3 separate regions of the Mus musculus genome follow, and regions 1 and 3 are each linked to region 2. A link is a contact called in public ChIA-PET and HiChIP or PLAC-seq data. All regions are on one chromosome and are shown on one strand. Each heading gives the region's core, a stretch centred on a gene start, on an enhancer-like site or on the middle of the called end of the contact. The rest is flanking DNA. Distances are from core to core; before and after follow the strand shown.

The links. HiChIP or PLAC-seq counts read pairs in DNA pulled down with a chosen protein or histone mark. ChIA-PET counts read pairs in DNA pulled down with a chosen protein or histone mark.
Region 1: a contact with region 2 is called in a CTCF HiChIP or PLAC-seq map of CD8 T cells, with 6 read pairs. The contact joins two enhancer-like sites. A contact is called at or near these places in 1 of 39 promoter capture datasets (macrophages), 1 of 15 datasets of contacts at CTCF or cohesin (CD8 T cells) and 2 of 9 other capture datasets (adipose tissue and pancreatic islet).
Region 3: a contact with region 2 is called in an RNA polymerase II ChIA-PET map of memory CD8 T cells, with 68 read pairs. The contact joins the promoter of Whrn here to the enhancer-like site in region 2. A contact is called at or near these places in 13 of 39 promoter capture datasets (the 3T3-L1 cell line, 3T3-L1-derived adipocytes, the C10 cell line and 8 more), 2 of 15 datasets of contacts at CTCF or cohesin (the NIH/3T3 cell line and pro-B cells), 14 of 484 Hi-C or Micro-C datasets (the Ba/F3 cell line, the G1E-ER4 cell line, beige adipocytes and 9 more), 1 of 115 datasets of contacts at active chromatin or transcription factors (memory CD8 T cells) and 4 of 9 other capture datasets (adipose tissue, liver, macrophages and 1 more).

The regions. Positions count from the first base shown.
Region 1 is chr4:63,666,880-63,669,865 of GRCm38.p6, reverse strand. No RefSeq gene overlaps it. Among named protein-coding and RNA genes, the nearest start is that of Gm42294, 28 kb to the left of the region's middle. Within about 2 kb of position 1,380, at least 93 of the 459 cell types and tissues checked have an H3K27ac peak or open chromatin away from gene starts, as enhancers often do. A contact at or near this core is called in CD8 T cells, where this site is marked.
Region 2 is chr4:63,593,212-63,596,454 of GRCm38.p6, reverse strand. No RefSeq gene overlaps it. Among named protein-coding and RNA genes, the nearest start is that of Gm11213, 5.9 kb to the left of the region's middle. Within about 2 kb of position 1,449, at least 61 of the 459 cell types and tissues checked have an H3K27ac peak or open chromatin away from gene starts, as enhancers often do. A contact at or near this core is called in CD8 T cells, adipose tissue and memory CD8 T cells, where this site is marked.
Region 3 is chr4:63,494,365-63,497,244 of GRCm38.p6, reverse strand. It overlaps Whrn (whirlin), which reads left to right and starts at 1,254. Exons shown (of 12, transcript NM_028640.2): 1 at 1,254-2,632. The coding sequence starts at 2,012.

The DNA.
Region 1 (2,986 bases), core at 131-2,630, 73 kb before region 2:
AGTAGATACTGCTGACTTGAGCATCAACGTTGCTTGGAGAATAATATGCTTGAAAAAGCGGCCCAGTAGTGACAGGTGAGTACCATGTGATGTTATAACAGGAGTAAGCCTCAGGAGACTGTTCAGTAGTAATTTGATTGCAAGTGTGAAGACCTGAGTTCATTTTCCAAAATCCATATGAAAAAGCCAGGTGTGTTGGGGTGTGTTCATAATCCCAACAATGGAGAGGGAGAGACATGTGAATCCCAGGGAATCACCAGCCTGCAAGACTGGCCTATTTGAGAAATTCCAAGACAGTGAAAATATCACAACTCAAAGAAGAAGAAGAAGAAGAAGAAGAAGAAGAGGAAGAGGAAGAGGAAGAGGAAGAGGAAGAGGAAGAGGAAGAGGAAGAGGAAGAGGAAGAGGAAGAGGAAGAAGAAGAAGAAGAAGAAGAAGAAGAAGAAGAAGAAGAAGAAGAAGAAGAAGAAGAAGAAGAAGAAGAAGAAGAAGAAGAAGAAGAAAATGGACTCTAATTGAAGAAAAGCAACCCAAGATTGTCCTTTGCCCTCTGCACACACAGGTACTCATGAACAGGCACCCACACAGAAGTGTATGCATGCACACACATACACTTGATGTATAAGTCATAAAACCAGAGCCTCCATTTGGCCATCTGAGCAGATCACTCTGGGTCTTTCCAGTTCTTGACTATGCTGGTGCCAGGGTCTTGGACATCTATCCTTCAAGCATGGATGTGTCAAAAATAAATGACAGTAAATGTTTAAACCCTCATGCAAGAACATCACCTTCTCCTACTTGCTCTTTGCTTAATCACAATGCCTCTTCTCTCAGACCCTCTGCCTCCTTCCTCCCTGGCATCCTGAGTGGCATTGGAAGTAAAACCCAAAGCAGCACAGAAGTCCCAAGCACTGGCATCCTCTGAGGGTTTGTCTCGTATCTCCTCTCTTTCTCTTTCTGCTTTCTCCTCTCTTTCCTGCCCCCCACCCCTGATCCTTAAATCCTTACAATTCTCACCTCACGTCTGCTTACTGAGTTTCTCCTGACCTCTACCTGGCATCTCCAGCCCTTCCTTAATCTTCTCCAATCAGAAGCGGGTGTCTTCTTCTCTCCCAGACTAGAATATCTTATTCCTCACAACTTCCCCATTCACATCCTGGACACTCCACTGCCCAGTATTGGGATCATCTTGAAACACTTTTTCAGGTCCTCTCAGCTCTCCCCTGCCTTTCTTCTGGACCAGAGAAGACTTCATGCAAGTAACAGCTTGAAGCCACAGTCAGCAAACAGTTGAATAGTCAGAAAGCATGGCTCGGCTCCTCTAGCCACAAGATTTGAATACTTGGCAAGAGTAGCCAGTGTGACTCACGAAACCACAAAAGCCCCATCGCTTTACTTTTCTTGGAACTGGTGTGTGGGTGTGAACACTCAGCAAGACCTCTATAGCTCAGCAGTGCATCCTGAGGGGAGGGAACCAACTGACCTGCATGGTGCAGCTGTTGAAAAGCACTTTCCCATACCTGATACAGCATCCTGGGATGGGGATTGCCGCTGACCACCTTGCCACTGGCCTCTCAACTCAAAAGTGTGTCTTCCTGTAACACTAGCATGCTACCGATTACTTCTTTAAAGGCCTTGTCTCCCATCAGAGCCACATTTGGGAGGCTAGAGCTTCAATACAAGAATGAGGAGAGATTCAGTCCATAGAAAGAGGGTAGGGGTGGGATGGAGGAGTAGAGACGATGAAAAGAATATAGGAGAAATGAAAACTGGTGTTGCATGTAGTCTTGCAAAAAAAAAAAAAAAAAAAAAAAAAAAGACTAGCTGGAGTCTCCACCTGGAGGCAAGATTCCTGCTTTCCTGCTTTCTCCTTGCCTCCCCCTTCTCTGAAAGTAGATACAGATCTAGCCCCTCTAGGTCTCAGTCTCCCTGTCTGTAAGATCTATAGGATAATATCAGGCTCCCTAAGAGGTCAATATCCCTGAAACTCAAGACCAAGACAAGAATGTTTCAAAAGACCTTCATGGGTAGAAGAAAGCAGGACAAATAACAGTGGTGATAGAGGCTTTAACCCCTCTCTGAAGGACACCCTAGTGACTCACCAAGCTCATGAGTGAGGGAAGACATCTCCTGTAGACATCAGGAACATCATGTCCATTTGTCTCTACTTCATTCCCAAACAAGAACTTGGGAAGTGTTGAGCTAGAGACACAATCCTGAGGCTGGCTCGTTTCTTTGTATGTTTGATCAAAAGTAGGCTGTTTCCACAGTGTGGCCCACTGAAGCTCACCCACAACTCAACCACACCACAGCCACAGAAGAGCACCTACCATCAAGAGACCTAGGGTGGAAGGGCAGGAGATGCCAAGAGAAGGTGGCTTCATTGAATCTAAAGGAAGAGGGAGGCTCTGAGAAGCGTTAAGAGAAATTTCTGCCTGGCTGAACTAGGGGTGGTGGAGGACTTGGCCAAGGAACAAGTGGAGCAGCATTTCTAGCAAAATCCTAGAGGAGAGATAAATGCTAATACACTTGAACTGTTTCAGGGTTGGGGAGAAAAACATGGAAAACTGATGGTTATCAGAACCGGAACTCTGTGGTAAAGGGTGGGCTATTTCTGGAAGGTAGTAAGAAGCTACTGAAGACTCTCTTTGAACAGTGCACAAACTTGGTCCAGCTTGCTCTGTTTGCTCCTTTGTGTTTTGAGGGGCTGGAAACTGGACCCCAGGAATAAAAGATAGACCACGGTCTTGCTCATCAACTGCCTTTATGAGCTCTTCCTGCTCCATCTCTCATCTTAAATGTACTTTTGTTTGAGGTACTAGTTAGTGCTCAGTTCCACCAAGCCCCCAAGGCACACATAAAATTAGGTGGCAACCACAGTTTTGCAGAATCAAACAAGGAACAAAAATTATCTCATTCTAGGAACCTATTATAACCATGATACTTAACCATGATAGAGAAGGCAGCATGAAATAAAACAGCAAAC
Region 2 (3,243 bases), core at 200-2,699:
AGACTTCGGGGCTCAGTGGAGGCTTCCCGGAGGAGTCAATACTTGAAGTCTCTGAACATTGAAAGGGAACTGGGCAATCCAAGAAGAAGGAACAAAATCAGAAAATCTGGGGAACAGACCTGGGGAAGGTACAAGGGTCACAGGCTTCAAAGTCTGTACAGACTCAAGGAAAAGTCTGCACCAGGGTGTGGTGACAGGAGAAATAGCCAGGCAACAAAAGCTTTGTGTCCAAGAATGCCCGGAAGGTGATGAGGGGCCACAGCTGCGGAGTGGCACAGCTAGGTGGATGGTTTTTACAATACTGAGTCACTCTGTGCCTTCAGTCTTTTGTGATAGTATATCATAAAGGGAGGGCGTATATGCAACAGGAACATGCGGTCTGCTCACAATCCTCAGGTTGGAAGTGTGAGATTAGGCACCACCAGACACAGTGGCTGATGGGGGTGCGCCATGTTATACTAGGCTCCTTCTTACTGTGTCACATGGTAGAAGGGGCAGGAGTCTCAAGCTTTTATAATCCTAATCCCTTCTCAAAGGGCCCCCAACTCCCATGTCACTAACAGAGTTAGGACTTCAACATGAAGCTTGGCGAATGCCCAGCAGATGACGACAAAGATGAATAGGAAGTCAGCACCCTGTATTCGCACACCCTGCGTCTGTCCCATTTTGAGAGGCAGATCAAGGGATGCGATGTTTGTGTCACAACTGTGTTCACACCTACGCTGAAAATTGTATTGAGTTTCTCAGTGCTGTAATAAAACATCTGACATGGGCAACAGAAAGAGGTTATCTTGACATAATAGCCCACATCACACCAGCACCGGGATGAGGCAGCTAGCCACACTACAGTCACAGGATGGGGATGGAGTGAAGGATGGGGCTTTCCTCACTTCCTTTTTACCTTTGTATTTAGTCTACGACCCCAGGCCCTGGAATGCTGCTGCTCGCCTTCAGGGCGGGTCTTCCCTCCTTATTTGAACAGGCCTGAGGTGTGGTTCCCTGGTGTCTCTAAATCCGCCAAATTGCGGGTAAAGATTAACAATCACAGGAAGCCGGTCTACAGTGTGAACGGTAGGTTTGAGTGACGTCATGCAAACAACATGGAAAGCCCCGCTACAGCTTCCCCTGTGCTGGGAACCCCTCTAAGTGCTCTATGAATAGCAGTTCAATCAGTACACTAAGCCAACAAGGTAAGCAAACTACCCAGGTTTTACATCCTAGAAAAATGTCCTAGAGGAGTAAATTATAGCTTAAAGTTTGCTAATAGGAAGTGCCAGGCTGAGACTCAGACTCAGGGAGCCTGACTCTAGGGTCCACGCTCTTAATCCCCTCTGGTCACACTGCCCCTCATCAATGAGAGGATAGCATCCAGACATTGTTCTTGTCCCCAGACTAACTGTTCATTGCCTGCTTTCAAAATCAGGGCTGAGGATTTTTAACAATTCTTTTGTTGGCAGCTGGTGCAATGAACTTTGCTTTGTCAACAGCTGAAGCTAAAGATAGGAAGGAACTCTGTGGGTTCTTGCAGCTTCTCTGGCTTTCAGTGCCCTTCGTCTTAGATGACATATTAGGTCAGGGTTTGGCAGCAAATGGGGACTGGAGACACTGAGCAACCATTTCTCCTTGTGTCCCTTACAAATGGAGTTCCTCCGGTAAAAAATCTTCCTGTAGTTGTAGCCAAGAAGGCATGTTTCTAAAGCATCCTGCTGATAAATTTCTCTATCACAACTCTGGCTCTGGCTCCCAATCCTAGGTTTGTGATCTGACCCTCACTCCTGGGTGGGGCCGCCCCTCCAGCTGCTGCTCATAATTCACAGAACTTTCTAGCACTACTCCCTCCTTACTGCCATCTCTTACCAGCACTGACAGTTATTAACACTACAAGACCCCACATTCAAACTACTGTGGTATTAGACCTAACTAATACAGAAATAAATCCAGAGGCTGCCCAAACAGATGGGGAAACCTCGCAGGCGTGATCTGGGATGACAGCAGCATATGAGGCTGGAGAAGTAGCCCAGGTCACAAGGTTTCTTGGGTACAGATGACCCATTCTAACTCAGACCACATGGGAAGGAAAAATAGAGAGAGGTTCACATAGTGTTGGGGGTCAAGTTGGCAAGACATTATTTAATTCTGGGATATAAGGATAGGGAAGAAAGAGAAATGGCAAAATGTGAGAGCCAGGAATGGTGGTGTGGGCTTATAATCCCAGTATTCCTGACACAGGAGGGAAGCGATTTAAAAACCAGTTTAGGGTATGTAGCAACACTTTATCCAAAACAAGCAGGGATGTAGGGGATATTTAGAAGACATACCAGGGAATGGAAGCCATGGGTGCATGGCCTGTGGGGGAACTAGCAGTTGGCTATGATATATAGTCACTCCTCTGGGCCTCAGTGAGGGCCAGCTTCCTCTTCCTCTACAGCTCTCATGATAGATGCCCTGGATTCACCAAACCAGTGGAAAGAGGCATTCTGTACCATTTTCCAGGCCAGTCTTCCTCCTTTCCCCAGCACACCACAGACTCTGTCAACTTGCTTCCTGCAACAGTCAGTGGGTGCTCTGAACATCAAAGAAACTTGTTTCTTTAATTGAGAAGCCCCTCCACAGAAGGCTTGTGAAAAGGCGCTCATGTTGTGACTCTGTCAAGGGGCCCTCAGAGTGAGTGCTATATATTTTTTGGATTTTCAGATAACAGTAAAAAGATCCATGGAAGCCGGAGAAGCCTGGTTTATCTGATTATGGGAAAGCAGCCTAAACTTGACCGAACCTCCTCACTCAGCTCTGTACAAAGCTGTTGGGGGTTTTGTACATCTGTTTAAAGAGATCAGAGAGTTGCTCCCATTGCAGCCCCTGCCAGACCCTAAGTAGAATCCACTCAACTGCAAAGCTTAGCAGAACTTTTCACACATACACACAGAGTAGGTGATGTAAATGACGATGACTGGTGGAGTTCTGGCTTTCAATACACACACACACACACACACACACACACACACACACACACACACACACATACGTTTTCATCTAAAATTCCTGAAGGGCTGGAACCCAGGTGAAATAGAGCAGTTCACATAAAAATACAAGACTAGAATCAAGCGTGATGTCCAGCTCAGTTGTCAACTTGACTATATCTGGAATGAACCACAATCCAGAAATTGGGGGGGGGGGGTAACACCTGTGAAACAGATCTTGAGGCAGAAAGACAGCATGCTTTTGGTCTGGATCTTGAGGCTGGAA
Region 3 (2,880 bases), core at 5-2,504, 99 kb after region 2:
CAACCATATGCCGCTTGGTCAAGCAGCAGAACGGGTGCTTGGCAAATGTTGAATGAAGAATGACCAAGTGCACAGGTAAATAACTAGCCAGGGAACAAAACACCCTTCTGCAGCCAGCTCAAAGCCACTCCAGATAATCCTTCTCTTTTTCTATTTCTCCCATATCAGAGTCAGCCGTTTCATTCCTGTGACGGCAACCCAGGACAGTCTTAGGGGAAAAAAAACCAGCTTTTCACAGAACACCTCTGGAGAGGCAATTCAGGTTTAAAGAGATCCACATGGCATGTAGTGGTGACTAGGTCAAGCACTATAGATCTTCTTAGAACACTTCTTTGACTAGAAGCCGAGTTTTTCCTGTGATAGTGTTTAGGAGAGTGGGTATCAGATGACAGACTTTAGACTGTGTATTCTGACATCTTTCCATATAAAATATGTTTTTTTTAAAGACTGTATATAGAGTTGTCATGTAACCTTCACCCTGTTCCCTCAGTGTGGAAAAGATCACAAGCGGGACCTAACAGTTGGTACAAGTGACATTCCTACTCCAGACTTAGTTTTAAATGCATGTGTGTGTGTTTGCATACTTTACAGTTCTGATAACAGCTCCTTGCTTTCCCCCACTCCCCCCTCCCCCCCCCCCCCCCACTCCGGAGAGCACCAGAGGAAGGGGCCCAGGCTGATCTATCCCAGCACAGGACTTGGCTCCTGATGGCACCTGTGTGGCTTATATTCTTCTCATGTGCAGAGCAGGTGACCGATTATCGTCCACATACTCACTTAAACTTGCAGTCAGCACGTGTGCAAGCTGCAGGAACAACATTTTAAGGCAGAAAAGCAGAGCATGAAGCATCTATTATTTTAGAGGCCAAAAGTTGGCCATTTTCCCCAATTGTGAATTGGCAAACCGGCTAATTGCTCCAAAGCGACCCTGGAATCGAGCTGTGATCGCCGGAAAGCGCAGCTTTTAGGACCCCATCTTTCACCCCTGGGCTGAGGAAGTGGGAAGACTTCGCAGGGGCCCAGGGCTCCTCCTGCTTTCTTTCACCCCCACTTTCACCCCTTTCTTCCTTGGGGCCGGACTGTTTCACCCCGTCTCCAGGCAACAGCCAGGCGCGCCAGGCGGGACGTCATTTCCTGAAGAGCCCGCGGGGGGACGGGGCGGGGAGGGGGAGGGGCGAGGGGGCGGGGCCAAGTCCCGGCTGGCGACGGCGGCGGCGTCGGAACTCGCTGGAAGACTCAGCCCAGAGCTGCTCAACAGTTCGCAAAGTCCGGGCTCCCGGCCGCGTGGCTCCGTGTGCGCCCGGGCGGCGTTGGGGCGCGGGGGCCCGGGCTGCTGCATGGTGGGCGGCCCGGGACATGCCCCGCACCCCCCGCCGGACGCCCGCGTGGCTCCTCTGGCTGCGACTGCTCCGGACTCTGAGCCTAGATTGACCGGCGCCCTAACTTCTTTCTGACTTTGGGGTCCCCCAGCCCTAGAGGAACGGGCATCTCGGCTGGGGGAGCCCCGGACATGGTGTGACGGGGCGGGCGGCGTGGCTGCGCCCCCCACTGCGGCCACGCACGGTCCCCGCGCCTTCCGGCATGTAGCTGCTGTTCTCGCTCCCCCCGGCCTCCAGCCGCAGTCTCCACGACCTCCGGCCTCCAGGCGCCAACTCTTTGTCCCCCCAGGATCCCGCCGCGGTCCTCAGGATTGCAGCCGCCGTCTCTTCGTCCTCCGAATTCCAGTTTCACCTGCCTTCGCGCCCCTGGGACACCAGCCGCTGTCCCTGCCACCTCCCCAGGATCCAGCCAGCGCTCTAGCTCACCTGCACCTCCCCAACCCACCCTGCAGCCGTCGTCTCCGCTCTCCGGGCCAGTCTAGACTGCAGCCGGTGACTCCGCGTCTACCCCAAACCCAGACTCCAGCCGTGACCTCCGCGCCCCGGGGAATCCAGCTGTCGCGCCTCTGGCCGCAGGTGCAGCTGCCGCCCCGCGCCGCGCGCCCCGAGTGCGGCCGGGCCTCGGCGGGGAGATGAACGCACAGCTGGACGGCCTGTCGGTGAGCTCGTCCTCCACCGGCTCGCTGGGCTCGGCGGCGGCGGCGGCGGGCGGCGGCGGGGGCGCGGGGTTGCGGCTGCTGTCTGCCAACGTGCGCCAGCTGCACCAAGCGCTCACGGCGCTGCTGAGCGAGCCCGAGCGGGAGCAGTTCACTCACTGCCTCAACGCGTACCACGCGCGCCGCAACGTCTTCGACCTGGTGCGCACCCTGCGCGTCCTGCTGGACAGCCCGGTCAAGCGGCGTCTGCTGCCCATGCTGCGTCTGGTCATCCCGCGCTCCGACCAGCTGCTCTTCGACCAGTACACGGCCGAGGGCCTCTACCTGCCAGCCACCACCCCCTACAGGCAGCCCGCCTGGGCCGCTCCCGACGGCGCGGGGCCCGGGGAGGTGCGACTCGTGAGCCTGCGGCGCGCCAAGGCCCACGAGGGCTTGGGCTTCAGCATCCGCGGGGGCTCGGAACACGGCGTGGGCATCTACGTGTCTCTAGTGGAGCCGGGCTCCCTGGCAGAGAAGGAAGGGTTGCGGGTCGGGGACCAGATTCTGCGCGTCAACGATAAATCTCTAGCCCGGGTGACCCACGCGGAGGCTGTCAAGGTAGGGCTGTGGTTTATGGGAGCGTTAGAGGACAGTACAGGCAGTTTAGTGCTCCCTCTTCGGTTGCCTGTGCTGCTATCTTTTATACCAAATCGCCTGACCTTTCTGGTCTTTGTTGTTGGTTTATTTTTGCCTCCCTGACCGGATTTTAAAAGAGGAACATTTAATTTGTGGCGCAGATCGGTGTTCTGAGCACGGAGGAAATGGTTATTCTTGCCTTAGGTGACCTAAAGGCTAAGGCACATACA